3 separate regions of the Mus musculus genome follow, and all the other regions are linked to region 3. A link is a contact called in public promoter capture Hi-C data. All regions are on one chromosome and are shown on one strand. Each heading gives the region's core, a stretch centred on a gene start, on an enhancer-like site or on the middle of the called end of the contact. The rest is flanking DNA. Distances are from core to core; before and after follow the strand shown.

Region 1 (3,194 bases), core at 464-2,963, 540 kb after region 3:
TGACTACCTTGTACGGAAGAGAGGCTCTATTTCAGATATAACAATGAAAGTCCATAGTGCTTATGAAGCAAACCCACAGGTTTCTCCAGGGTGGCTCAGCACGGGCGTGTTTTGGGGTCACCCAGCCTCATGGACTCCTACCACATCTGTTTCTCTCTAGGGAACAGCCTTTGTCAGTTTAAATTGGTAGAAGGTTTCAATCTTCTTCAAAAAGTGGTGGAGTCCACCAGAAACAGGAGTCCAACAAATTTTGGTTTTCAGGAAAGACAAAGAGCTGTCACGACAAGATGATCAACTTCGTGATGAAGTGTATATAATGATTCAAATAACTTGATTCCACTGAAGTGCTGTTAAGTACCTGGCTTGTTAAGTGTGCCATCAACCACATCAAAAAAGAGAAGGTGTTCCTTGCCATGAGAGACTTTTGGACCTGTATGGTCAAGCTCTCTTTCTTTAAGTCAAGTCTAAAATAGCATCTTGAAGTAAACTGAGCAAGAGAAGAACCTTCACCAGAGGACACAGAACGGAGCAGAGCAGTGTGCTGAACACAGCCGGACGTCCCTTCTTTCCCAGCAAGCTCCATGGCTTCTCGCAGTTCTTAGAGGTAGAACCTAAACAGCCTAGTCCCGGCTTTCTAAAAGGTTTCTTTTGTTCTCTGACAGACATAACTTTGAAAGGTGCTTTCCAAACAATTCTGAACTGGAATCGCAGAACTTTCTCCTGCTAGTTCCTCTCTCTGTCCTAAGAGTAACCTTCCCACTGAGGAGCCCCAAACCCAGCGCCTGCTCACTCGGTGCACCTGGGGGTGGGGAGGCAAATGGAGCCTCCGCACCCACCTGGACATCTGAGGCCCTAACCAACCAGGAGAAGAACTCCCTTGTTAATTCACAGAGTCTGGGGTCTGGAAGGGAACAGAGTGAAAGAAACTAGCCATATCTTACAATAAGCAGCCTTGTCTACCAGTAACAATCCACAGCAAAATCACCTAAGTAGATGGAAAACACACACACACACACACACACACACACACACACACACACACACACACCACAGCCTGTGCTCAGAACTATCAACACTTTCACCCATGTTTCTGAGTTACTTTGTGCAATGGTCAGTGGATTATCCATCCCATGACCTAGTCAGACTAACCTTGGGTTCCGATCACCATCCCAAATACTGGGATTTGAACCCAGGACCCGCAGTGCTCTACCACAGCACATTTGTCCACTGTGCAGCCTATAAACACTGGTTGGTTTTTAAGTAGACCATTTTGTTTTTTAGACTCTAGTCTTAAAATACCTGGAATTGGGCCCAGCCACCAGAATCTTTAATTGCTTACTCCACTTTCCCAGGTGGTTCTGCTCATGGGCAACCTGGGGATGCTGGTTTGACGTGGTGGGTAGTGGGGGGGGGGAGGGGAGTAATCACAGGAGGTCTAGAATGATCCTGTACCCGGCTTCTTCCCATTGTCCTTATAAGAGATAACAATCAGGACCCCTGGAGTCCCCACTCCCAGGAGGATGCTTTAGAAGGCTTAAACCCACCACCCAGGCTTGCCCCTAAGGGACCAACTCTACTTACAGATCTACTCCGGGGGTGGATTAGCAGGAGGACACCGGATGGAGAGCTCGGATCTGGCACTGATCCCAGGCTGGGATGGTCCAAATCTCTCTGTAAGCTTCGGACGCCTGGCTTTATAGAGTCAGCGCTATCTGAGAGTGGAAAGGGGAGGTGGCTGTCGGACGTCCGAGAGTGGGAGGATCCTCTTCCCTTCGCGGCGCCCCCTGCAGGTGAGGAACAGAGCCGCACTGACCCACAGCCTCAGGCTTCGCTCCCTGTAGCCACCCAGATCCTGGGTCCTTACAGAAAAGGAATCCGGTATACAGAGTCTGTAGGGAAACGTGAGAATTTCTCCCCCTAGGTCCATTCCAGCTGGATTTTAACCTCTTCCTGTTCATACATACTGGAGGCTTGATACCTCCCACTCTCCTTCATCCCCTCTTCATTCACCTGCCACCTCTTAGATCTGAGGGCGGTTGTGTTTAGCAAAGGGAGGGGAAAGGTGATTTTTTTTTTTTTTTTTTGAACTCTGCAAGGTGCAAAGCAGGTCACCGCATATCCTCCAGTGACTGCTGGGAATGTGTGGGAAAAGAAAGGGAAACTTGTTTTTCCTAACTTGTTCTTTGCAGTTCCATTCATGCTACAACCAAAATTAAATATAATCCCAGGGTGCCTGGAACCAATAACGTGGTTTCTCTGAACATCGTTGAAAAGCGGGGTGCTGCTGGAGAAAGAGTGCATTATGGCACTTGGAGGATGCGTGCTAAGACCCTAAGAGAATGCGGGGTACTTGCTGGTCCCCCGCAAGTTCACAGCTGTCCCCCCTCAGCAAGGGATACTTCTCAATCTCTTTCCCTTAGCCCTGTATGGATCTAGGTCCCTGTCTCCCTGTCTCTTTTGTCGGACCTGACACACTCTCCATTACACTCTAGCTTTGATTTCCCTGTGACGATTTTTGTTCTGTCTCTATCATTTCATCTGTTATGTCCCTAAAGTCAGTTTCTTTCTCTCTCTCTCTCTCTCTCTCCCTCCCCCTCCCCCCCCCCTTGCACACACACCACTCAGGCCATAAAAGGAAGTCGAGGCAGAGCTGGCCCCACGCCAGACCGGGGACGCCTCGCTCCCCGCGCGCGGACCCTCGAGGTCCCGGGCTGGTCCTCCCTCCTGGGCCTGGGCGGGAGACAACCCAAAAAGGCCAGGCGCAATTCTCGAAACAGGAATTCCCAGCGTGGCATACCAGCGGGGCTCTGGCTCCCCCTGACTAAATATGGTCCCGCGCAGCCTCCCGCTGAGCCCGCGGGGCGGTATAGGGACCCCAGTGCTCAGACAGGAGCTCCAGACCCAGGTGCAGCTGGTTCTTCCAACCCAAGGATGATTCTGGCCAAACCTGCCCCAGCCCTATTTTGCAGGCCAGAAGACTGAGTCCTGTGAGGGTCCTTAGCAAGCTCAGTACTGTTTAATACCAATGTTCACTCTGGAGAGCTGAGTTACGGATCACTGTGTACAAAGCCAACAGGGGTGCTGTGTGGCCTTTCATATCCCAGCCCATCTGGACCCCTTCCATATCCGTCCAGGACCAAGCTCACCTGCTTCTCAGACTTGAAAACATCTGGATCTTGGTCCTCCCCATCCCC
Region 2 (3,425 bases), core at 417-2,916, 560 kb after region 3:
TTCTACAGGTGTCAACCAATTATACTCTGAAACAGGTCCATAAAAGGACAGCTTTATCTTAAGATCATAACACAATCCCCGTTCTCTAGTTCCATCTTTGGAAATTAAGGGAAAGAGTCTTTTCTACTGGCAAGCATCCTGTCCCAGTTACTCTGAAGTACACACAGTACAGCCTCAAACTTTGCAGAAAACGCAAAGTAATGAGCTGGATTTGGGAAACGCAGCATGTCCTTCATACTTGGTGGCAGATTCCTAAACCATGCCTCAGCTGCCTTCTCCGAGGTAATGAACTCTACTTCTCAGAGAAAGAGCTAGGTGAAATGGAAGAGGTTTTAGACCAGTAAAAGCCCAGAAAATGTAAGATCACTGATTAGGAACAAGTTTTTATTACTTTTCTCTCAGACACAAAGCATACCAAGAACCAGAGAACGCAGAAGAACATATATAAGGAGGTCCCCCTCAATTTGTAGGGATAACCTCTGGGCTCTTTTATCATTTTGCTACTTGTAGTCTTATGCTTACAATGCTATTATTATAAAAATGCCTTCAGGAATTGGTCTTAACCCAACTTCTTTTCCATAGACTTTATCTTGAAATCCTATGAAAAGTTTATACAATATACATGTACTATGTATACTCCCATCCCCAGAACAGCTCATTGACTCATGTGAAGTCCCTCCTGGGGACTGAGGTATGTCTGCTTTTGGAATGCTCACCAGCAGTGTCCCCAATACATATGCAGTCAATAGTTACTACATCTTAGTCTCCAAACTATTCCATTTGGTTCTCTCCAGATTTCCATTACCGTTGGCTTAGTCTCTGAATTCCTTGACACTCAGAACTAGGTTTATTCTACGGGAAGCAGAATGGCATGATTAAGCCAGTGCACCTTATGGGGTTTCCACACGAGTCGATTTCTATCTAAATTATCGTGGATGAAATATTCCAACTCTCATGTATGAAATGGACATAGCGTTGCTACACAGAATCAAGTTGGATGAGTTGTTAAGGGTCTGATAGAATCACATACTGAACCTTAACTCCAATTACAACTCAAACGTTAACTCTAATTACTATTCAGAGTTAACAGTATACACGCGTTATTGATGTCTACTCCTTGTTTTGTAGTCCTGGGGATGGAACCTGCATGCACCCTGCACACAACCAACCATTTTGGAAAACCTCTTCCGAAAAATCCTGAAGAGCCGCCAGGATGGACAACTCTGTCTCAGGTTTCTGCCAAAGGACAAGGAGGACCTAGCCATACGTTGTCGTCCGGATGGGCTAGCCGTGCAAATCATTGGGAAGTGTGTCTGTCACCAAATCGTGGCTGTGGTGTTGTCGTGGTCAGCTCGGAACGCAGGCCTTTGGGCGCTGTCTGCTCAGTAGGGTTCTAAGAGATACCCAGAGGTCCTGAGGGGACAACAGATACCAGTCCCTTCCTCCAGCTCAAAGGCTGGCCCTAACATAGCGCATGCGCAAAGGCCGCCCCTGGTGGGCCCTGCCACCCTAGAACGACCCTGGAAAAAGATGAGCCGATGTCCCGCGCGCTCTCCTTCTGTCCCATCCCTATCATATACGGAAGGTTCGACGCTTCCCGCAACCGAGCATCCCCTCAATGCACTCACCAGCTTTCAGTTCCGTAACAGTCGCCATTTTTCAACGGCTGCTGGTGCCACGCCTCTCCAGTGCGTACGCACGGCTCTCGGCGCGGCCTCCAACCAATAGGAGTATGGCTCTGCTAGACCGCGTCTGTGCCTGCGCTCCGGTGATTGGCGAGCCGCCACATGAGACTCCACCAATCAGCGACCGTGTGAGGCGGGCTACACTGCAGAAAAGCTTGGAGCCAGAGCCAAATCTGTACCCAACTGCTTTGCCTTTTGTCGCCGCCCAAGTCCTACAGGTCAAGGTGCTGATTGTTCACCTCCCCTCCCCGCACCTTGGCAGGCTTTGTGCTCAGTCCGAGTCCCAGACACAACCCAGCGTCAGAATTACCTGGAAGACTGGTTAGAACAGACTGCTCTGACCCACCCTTGGGTCTTTCTGAGGCACGGACCAAGAGTTGGTTTTTCTGTCAACTTCCAGAATGCTGTGGATGGATGCTGTTAGTCTGAGAAGTGCCACCTTAAAAATCATCTTACACGGCACCCACTCGAAAGTGAACACTAGGAAGTCTTTACACGCCTCAGGTCAATGATGCCCGTTATACAGAGGAGGAAGTTGAGTGTCTAAAGGAAGATCACTGGCAAATGGTGGAGCAGGTGATAACCTAAACCCAGGCCAGCATCTCTTCAAAGCTTGCTCTCTACACTACCGTTAACACCGAGTACATTTGGAATCCTCGAGTTGTTTGTGGAAACAGCTGATAAAAGATTAAGAAGAACAAACATGGGAATAATACATTCAAAATGTGAGGCAGTATAATGGCAGTTGACTCTCCAGGGAGTCTAAGACACTGGACCCTTAAAATTCTGGACAGCCCAATAGTGGAAGTCTATGAGTGGATGCTAGTGAGCATATTTTCGAGGAAGTAAACTGTAAGAAATAGAAAATATAGACTTTAAAAGAAATCATTGGGTGTTTGTTTGTTTTTGTCTCATCTTGTAGTCCACGCTATCTGGGCATTCACTCTGTAGCTCAGGCTGACATTGAACTAACAACAAACACTCTTTTTGCCTCATTCTCAAAGTGATGAACGCCCCTATACTGCCACAACTTGGTTTTGTTTTTAAATTTGCCTCAGGGAGATAGATGTATGTTCTTCCTAAGATTAGCTTTGTTTTGTTTTTTTTCTGAAGTGCACAGGGTGGCTTTGAATTAGCCCTCCTTTCTTTAGCCTCCCAAGTGCTGCAATGACAGGAGTACATCACCATATCAGGCTTCTGAGATATTTCTTAAAGTGGGTAGCAGTTTTAAAGTTTGAAATCCATTTAGAGGAATGGCTCAGTGAATAAAGTTCTTGCTGCATAAATTTGAAGACCTGAGTAACCTTCGAAACCTGTTCTGTAGCCTTAGAATGGTCTTACTCAGTTAGGCTTTCCTATTTTGTAAAACCATGGTGCCTGAATACTTGGTCAGTAGCTCAGGAAATTAGAAGGATTAACCAATTCTACAGGTGAACAGCACTATTGATATACTGATGAGGAATTCCAGAGGCAAAGCATTATGTGACTTAGTATTCTCACCATGCTCACCAAAAATAGATACAGAGCCGTCATCTCAAACTTTCCCTTAACCTTCTTAACCTCACTTCTTCCCTAACCTTCTGGGGTCAGAGTGGGCTCCGCCTCTATCTTGGGAGTGAGTAGGGCCGAGAATGGGGAAAGGCACAAATTAAAAGAAAGTTTCCAAGTAGATATACATGACACTGGCCCACTCATAATGCCAAGGTTATATCAACTTTTTAGAGACAAGACTTCTCTGTG
Region 3 (3,441 bases), core at 274-2,773:
GCAGAAGTCAGTTCTCTCTCACCATCACGTGGCTCCTGGCGACTGGACTCAGGCTGTCAAGTCTTTAGCTACTGAGCCATCATCCCCACCTGCTACTCATGTTTATAAGTTTATAACTTAAAATTTAAATTACAAAATAAAATTCTGCAACTATTTTGAAAAATGTCAAGCCTAAAGAACACAGGAAAGAACTGAATAATGAACACCTATACTTATTTCATCTATATTCTATAATTATGAACATTTGCCATATTGTTTTCTCTAATTATCTTTATACTTTATTAACTTTTTATTCTTTGACAATTTTATACATAGATTTCTTGATTATATCCACTTCCAACTTCCTGGACACACCTTCAGGTCTTTTTATTTTCATCCATTCATTTTGACACAGGGTCTCACAGTATAGTCCTGGTTGGCCTGGAATTCTCAAGTTAGGACAGGCTGACTTCCAACTCAGAGATCTGCTTGCTTCTGCTTGTTGAGTGCTAGGACTAAAGTCCTGCACTATCATGTCTGACCTTTTTAAAAACATTTTAATAGGGGCTGGTGAGATGGCTCAGCGGTTAAGAGCACTGACTGCTTTTCCAAAGGTCCTGAGTTCAAATCCCAGCAACCACATGGTGGCTCACAAACCATATGTAACAAGATCTGACACCCTCTTCTGGAATGTCGGAAGACAGCAACAGTGTATATAATAAATAAATAAATCTTTTAAAAAAAACACTTTAATAACCCTCTGATTCCAATTTGTATTGCTTGAATGCTCAGGCCAAGTAGGGACAACCTATCATTCTTTATTCCTTTATAATTTTCTATCTATACGTTTGAAAATGCTTAAGAGTAGTTTTCTCCAAGTATAGTGGCGTGTGCCTATAGGCCTAAGTAAATGTGGCCTGAACTACAGGCCTAAATCTATTTAAAATGTACCAAATGTTTTAAAATCCATCAAACACACACATAAAGGTCAACCTTTTTCTCCTTTCATCCTACCCTCTCCCTCCCAGCCTCTACAATACATGGTTGGTTGGCGGGGGTGGGGGGGGTGGGGGGGTGGGGGGGTGGGGTGGGGGGGGGGACGGACGGACGGACACGCGATGGGGTCTATTAGGTCCTTGGGCAAGTTTATCAACAGTCACCAGAGAAGATGGGAGTACAGACCTAACAACACTAGATGCTAACTGCACCTGAGGCCAAGAAGATTCTCGCCCCAGGTACCGCTAGTTTCATTGTCATAAATTCTACTTCTTTTTTTTTTTTTTTTCCATTTTTTATTAGGTATTTAGCTCATTTACATTTCCAATGCTATACCAAAAGTCCCCCATACCCACCCACCCCCACTCCCCTACCCATAAATTCTACTTCTTGATACACCTAAGGATCCCAGACTGAGAAAAGCTGCCCGGGCTAGCACTGGGCGCAAACGCAGAAGGTTCAGCAGGTCGTCGTGCGCACGCGCAGCTCCCTTGGCCCGCTCCAGTTTCCTGGTGTGGAGCAGAATGCCGCTTCCCGCCCCGCCCCTTGCGTTGCCATGGAGAGTGTCTAAAGCCCGCCTGTGGCAGCGCCCTGGGCCTGGTGTCCTCTGGCGGGGTTTGCGTGGAAGATGTTGAGCCTCTCGGAGCTTCCGCAAAAGAACACAGACTTGGCGGAGATGCAGTCCGGGCCCTTGGGTCGCTGCAGTCACTTTTTTTGGCTGGGCGTCGCCTTCGACGCGGTGGGTGTGGCAGTGCTGTTCACTGGCGTCTTCGCCAACTTGCTGTTCTACGACATGCTGCTCTATTTGGGTTCCATCATCATCTTCGTCAGTCTCCTGTGGTGGATCTCCTGGTACACCGGCAACATAGAGGCGCTCCCGGAAGACCCCTTGAGGGGGACTTCGCCCCGCGAGAGCGGGGTGCACCGTAGCGGCAGCCGTCGCTTCTCGCTGACCCTTAGGAGCGTCTCCGACACCTTTCAGCGGATTCGCCGGCGACGGCGGCGGCGACTCCACCCGCGGGTCGTCCAGCGGATCAGTAGCATCAGCTCTACGGACCCGGGGCAGCTAGAAAGGAACTGCGACGCCAGAACCTCGGGTGGCAGAGCGTTGTTCCGTTCAGCGAAGCCTGAGGCTGTTCTGAATCAGTTTAGCAGAGTCCAGACCTCTAAGAGCCTGCCTCTGGGCATTGTCCACACCGGTCTTTCCATTTGTACTTCTAGGAGTCAACCTGTCTTTTCAGTGACTTCGCAGACCTACCCTTTGGCGTCTGACAGCAATTCTCAGATGGCAATGTCCTCTGACAGCCATGTGTATTTGGACTCTCACTCTCAGGAGCACTCTAAAATCAGTGTGGCCTCTCAGATCTACCCTCTGGAACGAGAAGAAAGTCAGAGCCACCTCTTGGTGATCCCTGACAGTTTATCTATGGTACCCGTGACCTCTCAAAGCCAAATCCTGCCCTCTGTATCTTCTGAAAGCTGTGTGCCTTTGGGCCCTCACTCTCAGGGGCGCTCTAAGATCAGTGTGGCCACTCAGATCTACCCTCTGGAACGAGAAGAAAGCCAGAGCCACTTCTTGGTGATCCCTGACAGTTTATCTATGGTACCTGTGACCTCTCAGAGCCAAATCCTGCCCTCTGTATCTTCTGAAAGCTGTGTGCCTTTGGGCCCTCACTCTCAGGGGCGCTCTAAGATCAGTGTGGCCTCTAAGATCTACCCTCTGGAACGAGAAGAAAGCCAGAGCCATCTCTTGGTGATCCCTGACAGTTTATCTATGGTACCTGTGACCTCTCAGAGCCAAATCCTGCCCTCTGTATCTTCTGAAAGCTGTGTGCCTTTGGGCCCTCACTCTCAGGGGCGCTCTAAGATCAGTGTGGCCACTCAGATCTACCCTCTGGAACGAGAAGAAAGCCAGAGCCACTTCTTGGTGATCCCTGACAGTTTATCTATGGTACCTGTGACCTCTCAAAGCCAAATCCTGCCCTCTGTATCTTCTGAAAGCTGTGTGCCTTTGGGCCCTCACTCTCAGGGGCGCTCTAAGATCAGTGTGGCCTCTAAGATCTACCCTCTGGAACGAGAAGAAAGCCAGAGCCATCTCTTGGTGATCCCTGACAGTTTATCTATGGTACCTGTGACCTCTCAGAGCCAAATCCTGCCCTCTGTATCTTCTGAAAGCTGTGTGCCTTTGGGCCCCCACTCTCAGGGGCGCTCTAAGATCAGTGTGGCCTCTCAGATCTACCCTCTGGAACAGGAAGAAAGCCAGAGCCACTTCCTAGTGCCCATGCCCTCTGACAGTTTCCCCGTGGTACCCATGACCTCTCAGAGCCAAATCCAGGGATCTCTGGCCCAACAAAGCCATCTCCAGAATCTTCCTCTTGCCTCTCAAACTCCTGAAACTGATAAAGCTTCTAAGAGCCATACTTTGGCCAAGGGGGTTCCTGGGGTGCCACCTGGGTCTGCCCAGAC

Evidence for each region. Promoter capture Hi-C pulls out the DNA fragments that hold promoters and counts their contacts.
Region 1: a contact with region 3 is called in a promoter capture Hi-C map of pre-B cells, with 2.5 times the contacts expected there. The contact joins the promoter of Myh11 here to the promoter of A930007A09Rik in region 3. A contact is called at or near these places in 1 of 39 promoter capture datasets (pre-B cells) and 2 of 9 other capture datasets (adipose tissue and liver).
Region 2: a promoter capture Hi-C map of pre-B cells shows a contact between it and region 3, with 3 times the contacts expected there. The contact joins the promoter of Cep20 here to the promoter of A930007A09Rik in region 3. A contact is called at or near these places in 1 of 39 promoter capture datasets (pre-B cells) and 1 of 9 other capture datasets (liver).

Annotation. Positions count from the first base shown.
Region 1 is chr16:14,289,695-14,292,888 of GRCm38.p6, forward strand. It overlaps Myh11 (myosin, heavy polypeptide 11, smooth muscle), which reads right to left and starts at 1,714. Exons shown (of 41, transcript NM_001161775.1): 1 at 1,582-1,714.
Region 2 is chr16:14,315,666-14,319,090 of GRCm38.p6, forward strand. Cep20 (centrosomal protein 20) reads right to left here and starts at 1,667. Exons shown (of 5, transcript NM_025345.2): 1 at 1,629-1,667. The coding sequence starts at 1,656.
Region 3 is chr16:13,753,041-13,756,481 of GRCm38.p6, forward strand. It overlaps A930007A09Rik (RIKEN cDNA A930007A09 gene), which reads left to right and starts at 1,524. Exons shown (of 1, transcript NM_001357954.1): 1 at 1,524-3,441. The coding sequence starts at 1,604.